Linked DNA regions of Mus musculus: region 2 is linked to region 1. Evidence: chromatin contacts called from public Micro-C data. All regions are on one chromosome and are shown on one strand. Each heading gives the region's core, a stretch centred on a gene start, on an enhancer-like site or on the middle of the called end of the contact. The rest is flanking DNA. Distances are from core to core; before and after follow the strand shown. Region 1 has its middle 47 kb from the start of Gm40658. Region 2 has its middle 180 kb from the start of Gm24790.

What was found. Hi-C and Micro-C count contacts between places; a contact is called where the count stands out from the background.
Region 2: a Micro-C map of granulosa cells shows a contact between it and region 1, with 2.6 times the contacts expected there. The contact joins two enhancer-like sites. A contact is called at or near these places in 3 of 484 Hi-C or Micro-C datasets (the C2C12 cell line, embryonic fibroblasts and granulosa cells) and 1 of 115 datasets of contacts at active chromatin or transcription factors (embryonic stem cells).

Annotation. Positions count from the first base shown.
Region 1 is chr13:4,770,006-4,775,779 of GRCm38.p6, forward strand. No RefSeq gene overlaps it. Among named protein-coding and RNA genes, the nearest start is that of Gm40658, 47 kb to the left of the region's middle. Within about 2 kb of position 1,621, at least 305 of the 459 cell types and tissues checked have an H3K27ac peak or open chromatin away from gene starts, as enhancers often do. A contact at or near this core is called in granulosa cells, where this site is marked.
Region 2 is chr13:5,005,707-5,011,155 of GRCm38.p6, forward strand. No RefSeq gene overlaps it. Among named protein-coding and RNA genes, the nearest start is that of Gm24790, 180 kb to the right of the region's middle. Within about 2 kb of position 2,860, at least 6 of the 459 cell types and tissues checked have an H3K27ac peak or open chromatin away from gene starts, as enhancers often do. A contact at or near this core is called in granulosa cells, where this site is marked.

The DNA.
Region 1 (5,774 bases), core at 371-2,870:
ATCACAGTCAGCTATTGGATGGGTCCCACGGCCCCCAATGGAGGAGCTAGAGAAATTACCCAAGGAGCTAAAGGGAACTGCAACCCTATAGGTGGAACAACAATATGAACTAACCAGTACCCGGGAGCTCTTGTCTTTAGCTGCATATGTATCAAAAGATGGCCTAGTCGGCCACCACTGCAAATAGAGGCCCATTGGACTTGCAAACTTTATATGCCCCAGTACAGGGGAACGCCAGGGCCAAAAAGGGGGAGTGGGTGGGTAGGGGATTGGGGGGGTGGGTATGGGGGACCTTTGGGATAGCATTGAAAATGTAAACGAGGAAAATACCTAATTATAAAAAAAAGAAACAGAGCTTTAGCACTTAAGGCTAAACACTGACATTTCTAGACACAGGACATCACTTACGCAAGAGAGAACAACATTCGTTTCTTATGTTCTTAACAAAACCCACCAGTTACACATTACACACTCATCCATTAGAAAGATGATGATTTAGCAGGGTTCTAGATGCTCACTCATGTGTGTGGTGGTGAAGATGTTTCTGCAAAAGTCACTTCACTTTACCCACAGTGCCAGTTGTTACATTTCAGCAATTTTTATGTACTTTCCACAAGACTTTGTATTTCCCTTTCAGCAATCCTTCTACTTTGAGATACCTTTTCTTCTGGGTTTTTGTATGGACATCTTAAGAACACATAACACAAGTATCTTTATTTAAGAATGTGAGATCAGTCTGTGTTCAGCACAGTATTATTGTGGGCTTTTATTCATAAATTGCTCTTAAAGCATATAGAAAGAGAACAGAACAAAAAAGTATGGTAAGAATTTTTTGAGAATATTTTTCCTAAGATTGTGTGTGTGTATATGTGTGTGTGTCTGTGCATGTGTATACACATACACACACACACACACACACACACACACACACACACACACATATATATATATATATATATATATATATATATATATATATTTGTGCTTGATATATATGTATTACTCATTAAATGTATTCATTAAAGTTGATGTAATGCTCCTTCACGGTTATTGTTTTTAAAGCTGTCCTCTTTTGAATAGCTTGAAGGTCCTTCAGGAATTGCAAGCTCTGTTGTGAAACAGAATGTTCATATCGTCCTGTTACTCTTTGGCTCTGCTAGTTCGCTGATTAAAATAGGCTCACGCGCAGGACGCTAATCTCTGTTTATAGAAAATAGCAAACAGATGGAGAAGCAATGATGAGTAAAAATAGACCCTTTCCTCCAGCAGATCTTTTAACACATAGATGTCAAGAAAGCCAAGAAGTCAGTGAAACCTAGTCTGGTGTTCCCTACACTACCCTGAAGTGACAAATCGCATAATGACAGGGATCCGTTTGCTCCTGAGGCAACAGCTAAGCGGGACTTCCAGTACTTTCTATTATAGGTGGCTTTTTCATTGCAACCTCCATTTACTTGGCAGGGCCTCTGGAATCTCTGACTGGAACTCTGAATGAACACTCCTCTTGTTTGAATCCTGCTGATCCCCCAACTGTAACTGGATCAGCTGACATCACCAGTGTGCTGAGCCCTGTGAAATGTCTCTGTAATTGGACTCCACTCTTGAGTCAGAGCTTGGTAAACCCTGGAGAGGCGCTGTGGTCCGCGTGCTCAGCATGACTCATGCCTCTAGTGCCTGGAGACTGTTGCTATGTGAGACTTCCTGTTAAGTGTTTACTTCTTACAGTGGGTTTGTCCTGTCCCAAGAGCTATTTGGATTTGGTATGCGGGGTGGGGTGGGGTGGAGTGGGGTGGAGTGGAGTGGGGGCAGGGGCAACTAGGGCAAAGGATTTGCCTTTTTCTTCTGAAAACAAGGATCCTGGGAGAGTCAGCTCTGAGTTAACTTCCTTAAATGGTCTGGCAGCTCATGTTTACAGGAAGAGGAAAATCTGGGAAATGCTGATAGAAGTCATAAATGCAAGGAGGGAAAAATAGCATAGTTGAGGTCATATGCAGGTGCCTGAGGGTTATTTTTTTTTAATGCCTATTTGTGTCATTCTTATGCCAAACATGCTTTAAATTATTCAAAATGGTTTTATTTAGACTGCTTTTAAAATTAAATAAACATTTTAAAGTTTTCAGTCAAAACTCTTCTGTGACAAATTAAGGAACATTGAAGAAAAGGCATAGAGACAACCTACCAGGTAGCACTTTACAATTGTGAAATCATTTTCTTTTCTGAATGATAGGTAGCTATAAGACACGGTGGCGGTTGAATAAACATTTAATCAAAACCAATATACGTTTATGTGAACATGTGTTTCTACACGTGGTTTTATAGATAGAAGTGGAGACTGGATAGAAGGCCAGTATATTACAAGGAAATGGGATTTGATTCTTCAACAGTGCTCAGATCATTCAGGCGTATGAATATACTGGATTGTGATGCAACCTTGGTAATAGGGAGTTCAAGCCAACTCTATTCTCAGAGTCATATGAATTCAGCTTAGTTCACATTGCCAAGGCACACTGGCAACTGCAGCTGACACAAGAGATAATCCATGTGTCAGCCAAGAACAGATAAAGAAGAGTATGAGATTCTTGGAGCTAACTCAGGCTGGGAACAGGAGAGGTGTTCATTGCTGTTCTGTAAACAGCAAAGACAGGAGCAGAATAAGGAGAATGTCATGTTGAACCTGTGAGTCACAAGACCAGAACTAAAACAAAGCCCTCGGGGGCCATATACACCCCAAGAAGCCAAAGGGGTGCTTTGGAGAAAGTCTAACTTCATTGTGCTTATAGAGTAGAGTGGTTAATGGAGCCAGCATTATGAACCTGCATATACAGCTCTTTCTTGTTCCTTCTCAAGAACAGTAGCTTTTCAGAAAGTTGAAGGAAAAAAAATAGCAAGTATTGGAAGAAGGTGTTACAGTAACTAGTACTGTATGTTTACTTTGCCTAGAAAGGATCTCATGCCATCCAGGCTGGCCTATTGAGGTTGGTCTTCACCTTTTAATCCTCTATGTGCTATTTCTCTTTTGTGAGGATTAGAGACATGATACCACCTTGCACCATTTAACGTATGTTGGGCATTGAACCCAATTGTAGAAATAATATTTCAGTATTCACAGAGCCAGAGAGGGCAATCCTCAGATTATGGGTTTTAAATGCAACCACTTGTATCATCATTAATACATACATCATAGAGTGGCTTTCTGTATGCATTTATATCTGAAAGACAACTTCAGTTAATTAAAAGGAACTTTGCCCTTCCTTTGTCTTTGACTGTTTTGGTCACATACTATCATTTCATCAGGAATAAAATAGCCTAATTCTTGTTTTGAATGAGAAAACGTACCTTGGTGGCTTTAATATGACTTTTGCTTATTAAATCATTTATTTTCTTATGTCATTAATTTGTAAGATTCAGCTCTTAGACTATGTTCAGCAAGTTCCATGCATGATCCATGGTGCATATGTTCTCATCTGCTGACAGACCTAACCAGAGGAGGGGACCCTGATTCCCATTGGTCAACTAGGATTCCAGAGAAAGTAAGAGGGAGACAAGCAATAAGAAAAAAAACAACAGCAGAATGGATAAAGTGAAGGAGAGAAGAAAGGGGAGAGAACAGAAGAAGTGAAGATTCAGGCAAGGAAATCAGAAGATGGGACTAAAAGAGTAGAGGGGAAAGGAGAAGGTGGACCACGGTCATACAAAAGTCTACACAGGTTCAGGCAGACCTTTACTGATGACTTTAGATACTTGTGAACTATAGAGACTATGATCATAGTTGTTGTTCTCCTTGTACTTGTGGTTCTAGTTCTTGTTGTTCTTGTTCTTGTTTTCCTCCTTCTCTTCCTCTTCCTCCCCCCTGCTCCTGCTCCTTTTTCTGTTTCACCTTTATGTGTATAGGCTAATTCTCCATATTCTCTTGTGTAGTTTGTGGTCAGTGAAGTTGATTTATCTTGCTGAACTGCTCAGGCTTTGAGAAGTGTGGCATCTCAGTGGAGACTATTCAAAGACTCAAGTAAACCGTGGGAGACAGACATCTTATTCCCTCTAGAATATATGCAATAATTTTGGTCCTTAGGAGACACAGATCCAGTGATCAAAAACCGCACTTTGATATACACATAAAGTTTTAGAGCTTTACCTCTTGGGGTGGTGTTGTCTTCACATATTTGCTGCCTCTGGTCATTTCTTTTTCTTACATAGAAGAAAGCACTGATGCCCTACTTCGATTCTCTCCATCTGGTAAGTCTTTACAGGTTGTCCCTGTTATTCCAGCTACTCACCAATGCTCAGAGTGAGCAGCAGTGCCTTCCTAGAGGTGATACAGTTAATGGGAGTCACTTGAGACCCTTCTGCTGTTAGCCCTCCTCCTTTAACTTCAGAAAGCCCTTCCATCCTGTCATCCTGAATGTATCAGGTTTTATTAGGCACACCTATTCTAAAAAGCAAAATCAGCTGACTCTGGTGGCCAGGTTATAAAAGTCAAACTCTATATCCAAAGCTGCTATTCTAGCACATGCTAGAATATTCTAGTACATTCTCTTATTCTTGGCCAGGAAAAAAAAAGCCACAATTTTTCTGTCTCTTAGAACTTGATTATCTCAATTGATATGACTGAGTATAAACAGATTGTTAGTTAATCCATAATAAATGGTGCATTAAAGATATTATCACTCTTTAGATTGAATATCTATTCTGGGCGCACTGTACAAGAATCTAATCAAAGGCAGCACTGGTGACTCTTCCAGTTAAACTGTGCCCAGTATTGACATTTCCGCCATGTACTTGGTTAAAACTTAATTGTCCGTGAAAGGAAAGGAAACTAAAAGTCAACCCGTTACTGGAATTCAGGAGGAGTGAGATGTTTTGATGCCAGATGCCTACATTAAGCTTTTTGCATTTTATTATGTTTTTCTATTTTGCATAATATATCTCATTTGATTCTTGAGATTTATTTATTTATTTTCAGGAAATTATAGCATAATTCCATGGCAAAGCAAAGACAACCTCATGTCTGTCTGAGAAAAGGTTCAGGAAACCCTGTCTGTAGCTCCAAATATTCTGAGAATTGTATATACCTGATACCGGGCAAAGAGTACCTCACAAGGCTATATTTGAAAATTACACATTTCTAGTCATTCCATAAGCCAACATATTTCTGAATCACTTCTCAGATTGGTGACCTAATTTTTAAAACAATTATCATAGGGTTTCAAACCAGATTTAAGACTTTGAAGGGAAAGAAACTGAAAGGCTACATTTTATGTCAGTGTATGAATGTCTAACTCAAGACATAAGGAAGCCTTCATCAGAAGAGTGACGCTTGACAAGGACCTATATACTGTATTTACTGTTGGGGAAAATGGAAAGATTATATTAGTTTCAGAATAATTTTGTTCCTTTTTTTCTTTTTATTGATTTTCTAAATTATGACTGTTGATTCAAATTTTTAATTTGTGTAACATAAAACTATCGTAGTGCCTACATTTTTCACCAACTGAAAATATCAAATGAGTTCAATAGAATTTTTCAGATCACTTGTAAGAAAGGAATTTGACTACAGTGCCTTTTCTGGCTGAAATCAGATTGTGCTTGTCTGTGGATCAAAGGACTTTGCTGCATCAAACCTGTCTCTGGAAACACTGGAATAATTGGTAATAATAAAAAAGCTTGTTTGTGTGAACTTTGAAAACAAACTGAAACTTCAAATTGAGATAACGCTCTTACAAATTACAGCACTAAATGCAGATGTTAGTGAACAATGCATGCAAATGTGTATGTGT
Region 2 (5,449 bases), core at 1,610-4,109, 240 kb after region 1:
TGTTTATTTTATCTACAATTAAACAGTATCCTTGGGCAAGGAGGTAGAGTGAATCATCTATTTTATGGTGTGTTCCTAAGGCCTCTCCAGCTTGTCACAATGGCTAGTCGGAACTGTCTCTAGTCAGCAGGTTCACAAATGTGTCACCACACTTTGCATTCATTTGTAAAAGAGAAGTTCAGTAAATTCTTTACATTGTCCCAGTTTTGACCATGTGTGGTGCAGGGTAAGCACTTGAACATGTTGAACTCAGTCTCTACCCCACAAAACATAATGGAGTATTTGACGTAATTGTTTCTTTTACTTTTAAGAAGTAAACACTGGTATTTTTTTCTTTCAAATAATAAAAAGGTGAATGTGTAATGAGATTGAAGAAAGAAAAAGAATATCTATATCTGTATATCTATATCTATATATCTATATCTATATATATCATTCTTTTGCTCTTAAAATAACATTATGCTAGTTAAGATTAAATTACTTAGGAAGCTTCTATGAATTAGCATGCGTGCCTAGAACAACGTGGCTGTTAAATAAATACACTAATCAAAATAGTCACAGTCCTAATAGTGTTTTCCATAATAAAATTACATTTATAAAAATAAAGAGAAACAGCTACTTTTACTATTTTCTTGTTTTTTTTTTAATTCACCATCTTTCTGTGTCATAGTTAGTGAACAATCATGAAAGTATGCACAGCTCAGTACTTTCAAAACCCTTTGCTTAGACTCTGAAATGGCATTCATGATTGTTATTTTGAAATGGGTTTGCGTTTAAAGCTGACCATTTTCTACCAATTAGTTCTTCTAGTGGACTAATTGCTTTTTCTATTTAAAGCTAATATTAAGCAGCACACTATTTCAATTTGAACAGGAAGATTTATGTGCCAATATAAATAAATTCACAGAAAGCTTCCTGGGGAGTTTCTGGCTGCTTCACTCTGTACATATTACTAAGGTACACTGGTGTTCAGAACTCTTTGCATGATAATTAGTAATGTAAGAGTTCTGATAAATCTTCAACCCAATTGATTCAGAAGAGACAATGCTGTCAATGGGGCCATTGATTTTTAAACTTCATGTACCCTTTGTGTGTGGATATTAATCAGTTGCAACATCTACATTGGAAAAATGCTAATTAACAAACTCTTCTGATGAACTCCTTGATATATCCTTGACCCAGTTATCATTACTGTGAAAATTTTAAAGTCCTTCATCATTTTGTACATTTAGTCTATTAAAAAGCTCAATAACCATGCAGAAACTTGTAAGACCATTATTTCAGACACAAGAGAAAGAATCTTCCTCTGGAATATAGTCCAATGAGGTTAATAAAACCAAGAAGAGTCAGGTTCCTGTGCTGTGCATTGGGAAAGGTAAACAAGGGAAGGAGAAGCCTGGGAAGGGCAAAGAGACCTGGTTGTAGTCGTCATACTTATGTAAACCTGGAGAGCTCATGCTACCACCAGCAAAATAATGAACTTTTCTGGAGATGTTATATGAAGAATACACAGGTAGATAATATCTTTTATAAGATTGAAAAATATTTAATTTTATGTTTCTAACTGCTGTATATCCTTTCTTTTATTTATAATCTCTCTGATATAAGTTAATTACATCACGTCCTTCTTCTCTTTCCTTCCTTTAGATCTTCCCAAACACTCATCTTTGTTCTCTTTCAAGTTCATGGTGATTAATTTTTGTGGTGTGTGTGTTTCTAGAAACATAAATATGACCTGCACTCTGTCTTGTTTTCTTAAAATATAAATCTCCCAGTGCTCACCATAATTTATCATGTAAATATTCTAAAAGGCATGAAAGGAACTAATTTTTGTTCTGTTTTCCTTTTGTAAGAAGAAATAAACTCATTCTGATGACCTTGAAAGGAGTTTGTACTTATTGGATAATCCACAACATTTCCAGGAGAGTTTAAGAATATTGCTTAAATTTTATGCAACCAGATACAGCAGAGTCCCACGAGTCTGTTTCAGGTCCTTGACAAAATGGAAACTTTTAGAAGATAGTCACATGATCAGTAAGTTGATATAGTGTTTCTGGGTTCAGACTATTGACTCTAAACATAAAGAGCTCTTCCTTTGCTTCTTACTTTGAAACAGGAAGTAAAAAATAATAATTTCTCACTGACCTTGAAGCATATGTCATAGCATGCCTTGAGGATCTTAAATCAGTAGCTTCCATTTCTCCATCCTAAGTAGGCTTGTTGTCTTACAACTGGAGCATTTGCAGTCCTTGCTACTTCCTTTTTCTCAAGTCATATTATCAGGATGTTTTTCTCTTTGTTATCGTTGTTGTTTTGTTTTGTTTTATTGTGAAATTTTCACTCTTCACTGAATAGCCACACAAGCATGTCCCCTTTAGACTGTATTGTGACAGAAAATAGGAAAAGTAACTCAAGCCTGGGAACAAGAATCAGTACTGCATGATCTGTACTCTGAAAGGGTATGTACCCCTAATAAGAATTTACTTATTTTTTCCAGTTACTAAGATCACAGAAGATCCTAATCTATGAGACCACCATATCCAGAACAGAACTACAAATGGGTATCACTTACAAACCTAAGAGAACTCGTCAGAATCCAGCATAATCCATCTGCTTTGTGTATGAACCAAAAGGGTTGTTTACATAAGAGTTTATTGAAAGCCACCATCCCTATATTTATGTTTTTAGGGGATGGCTGAGACTTTTTTTGTCATTTACACTGAGATAATAGTTTCTGATTTATATTATCTTGGTGATAAAAGGGTCTGTTTCAAGGCTTTCTACATAGCATTGTCTTACGCAATTACTTGTGTTTTATGTATCTTAAGGATTACAGGAAGGCTGTTTCAGCTTCTAAATATGTTCATATCCATTATTTATACAAGAAAAGTGACTCATAATGACTTCAAAGGCCACTGGATACACCCTGAGATGGAGTTGAGAGCTACTATCTCTTGCTGGGCTTTCTACATCTCTAAAGAGACCATTTTTTAAAATCTTCATGCAATGTGTGGGTACTATCTCTGTGTGGTGGTCATTAAAGTTTTTATTGAGAGCCTTGAGAATGCAGTAAACTCTCATGTTTTAAAGATAAAAAGAACTGCCATGAAAAAAATTTTCCACCAAATATAAGGTTCTACCTTTCCCAATATTAAGGTAGTATACAAAACTTTGTTCTTTTAGATTTTCCATGACATTAAGTGTCTGACTGTCCAGATGAGGGTCTTCAAGCCTGTGTCTTGGAGACAGATGTGCAAGAAGCTCATCAGTCTTTATGCATTGATGGACACAATAATAGACAATGCTTGGAATTACCTTATAATGGCACATTCTGCAGGTACTCATCTTAATATACCATTAGGAAGTATTTTAGTAATGATGAGGATATAGGACGTCAAATGTTCTTGTTAGCTTAAACCAAGACAAGATGGGATGCCAAGGTTGTATTTTAAGCATCTCTTTCCCAGAATCTCTTCTAACATGAAAGAGGGAGAAAGTTCAATAGCTAGTTTCATTGTCACTCTGAATATGCAGCATATTTAAAAAATATGGAGTAGGCATGTAAAGATACAGAAAAATGATACATAGAAATATCATATAAGACAGTAACTGAATATTATTGTAACAACAAAGGTCTCTCTGTTGTTGCTTCTAAGATATTACTGTTTTTTCAGATGCTATTTTGCTTTTGGTTTATGATTTGTTGTTGATTTTTCATTTCATTAACAGGGTAAAGCAGCATGTATAAACACATAGCTACATATATATAGTATTCAGGAAATGACTAATATCTGCAGAATTATCTGCAGACAACTCCTTAGGAGGGAGTCTATTTGATGAATATTAATGTAGTGCCCAGGTAGAATTGGGCCTGGCTGAAATTCTTCTGAGTCTCCAGGTATATTTGTCAGACTCTGGACCACAGACATATAGGAAGGCAGGAAGGTCTTCACTGTAGAATGGAGTTAATTGTCTTGTCTGTGAGAGTCCCATGAAGAATCTAGGAATGGAGTAAGACACTACTACTGGGGTAACATGAACATGGGCCATTTACTTGGCTTACCCTTATTTAAACATACCTCATATAAAAGGAGTTTTTTGTTAATATGAAACCATTGCAGCAGTTGTTACTGTATTAACATTTTTTATTCCTAGCTGGTGAGAGTTTTCAAATAGACTCCAGAGACTGTTCCTTTTTGATGCTATGTCTCCAAATTTTCCCCATCTTCCTAGCCGGCCACTAATGCAGGAGTAGAGAATAGCAGAGGTGCTAACCTAAAATGAGTAAAGAAAAGGAAAACAGTGAAAACTTCTTTCAACTTGGACAGAATATTGCAGTTTGTACTGGCTAGTTTTGTGTCAACTTGACACAGTCTGGAGCTATCACAGAGAAAGAAGCTTCAGTTGGGGAAATGCCTCCAAGAGATCCAGCTGCAAGGCATTTTCTCAATTAGTGATCAAGGAGGGAGGTTCCCTTGTGGGTGGTGCCATCTCTGGGCTGGTAGTCTTGGTTCTATAGTCTTGGTGAGCAAGCCAGGGGAAGCAAGCCAGTAAAGAACATCCCTCCATGGCCTCTGCATCAGCTCCTGCTCCCTGACCTGCTTGAGTTCCAGTCCTGACTTCTTTTAGTGATGAACAGCAGTGTGGAATTGTAAGCTGAATAATCTGTTTCCTCCACAACTGCTTCTTGGTCATTATATTTGTGCAGGAATAGAAACCCTGACTAAGACCACTACATTTTCTCATCAGTGCTCCTGATTTGGTTTTAATAGACAAAGAGAATTACCATCACAGCAGCAGACAAGTGGCTTCTTACCAGCTACTTATTACCTTATTACTATAACATAAAGACATTCATGTACACATGCATATACACACATGTACATATGCACACCATATATACAAACACAGAGGCACAGCATATGCACACACATAGACATGTACACACATTCACACAGCCATACACACAGGCACAGCACACACAGACAGAGGCACACACACACATACTCACTCACAAACTAAATAAGTCCTAGCTCTAAAAGTTCTGCTGCTATTTATGTGACACCCTGTATCTTTAATGCTCTGCACTGTTTTCATCTCTAGTAGCTTTGAAATTCATGTCTTATCATATTCATTTAAAATTATTCTTTTAATCCTCTGCTTTTTCCCTGCATTGTGGTGGCTAGTTTATACACTTTACTCCTGTCAGAAGCAGCAAAGCCCCAAATGACATGGAATACTTCCTGTGTTGCTTTAATGCAATAAAAATCGATTCTCCTACAAACAGGTTTCTACTCTGTGTAATTGTCTATAAGTGTGAATGTTTGTGTATACACAACTGCATGTGTGGAAGGTCCACATGCCCCAGTGGGTACATGGATTTTGATGGCAAAAAGAACCAAATACAAGTGTTCCCCAGTGGTGTCTAATTTTCTTAAGACAAGGTCTC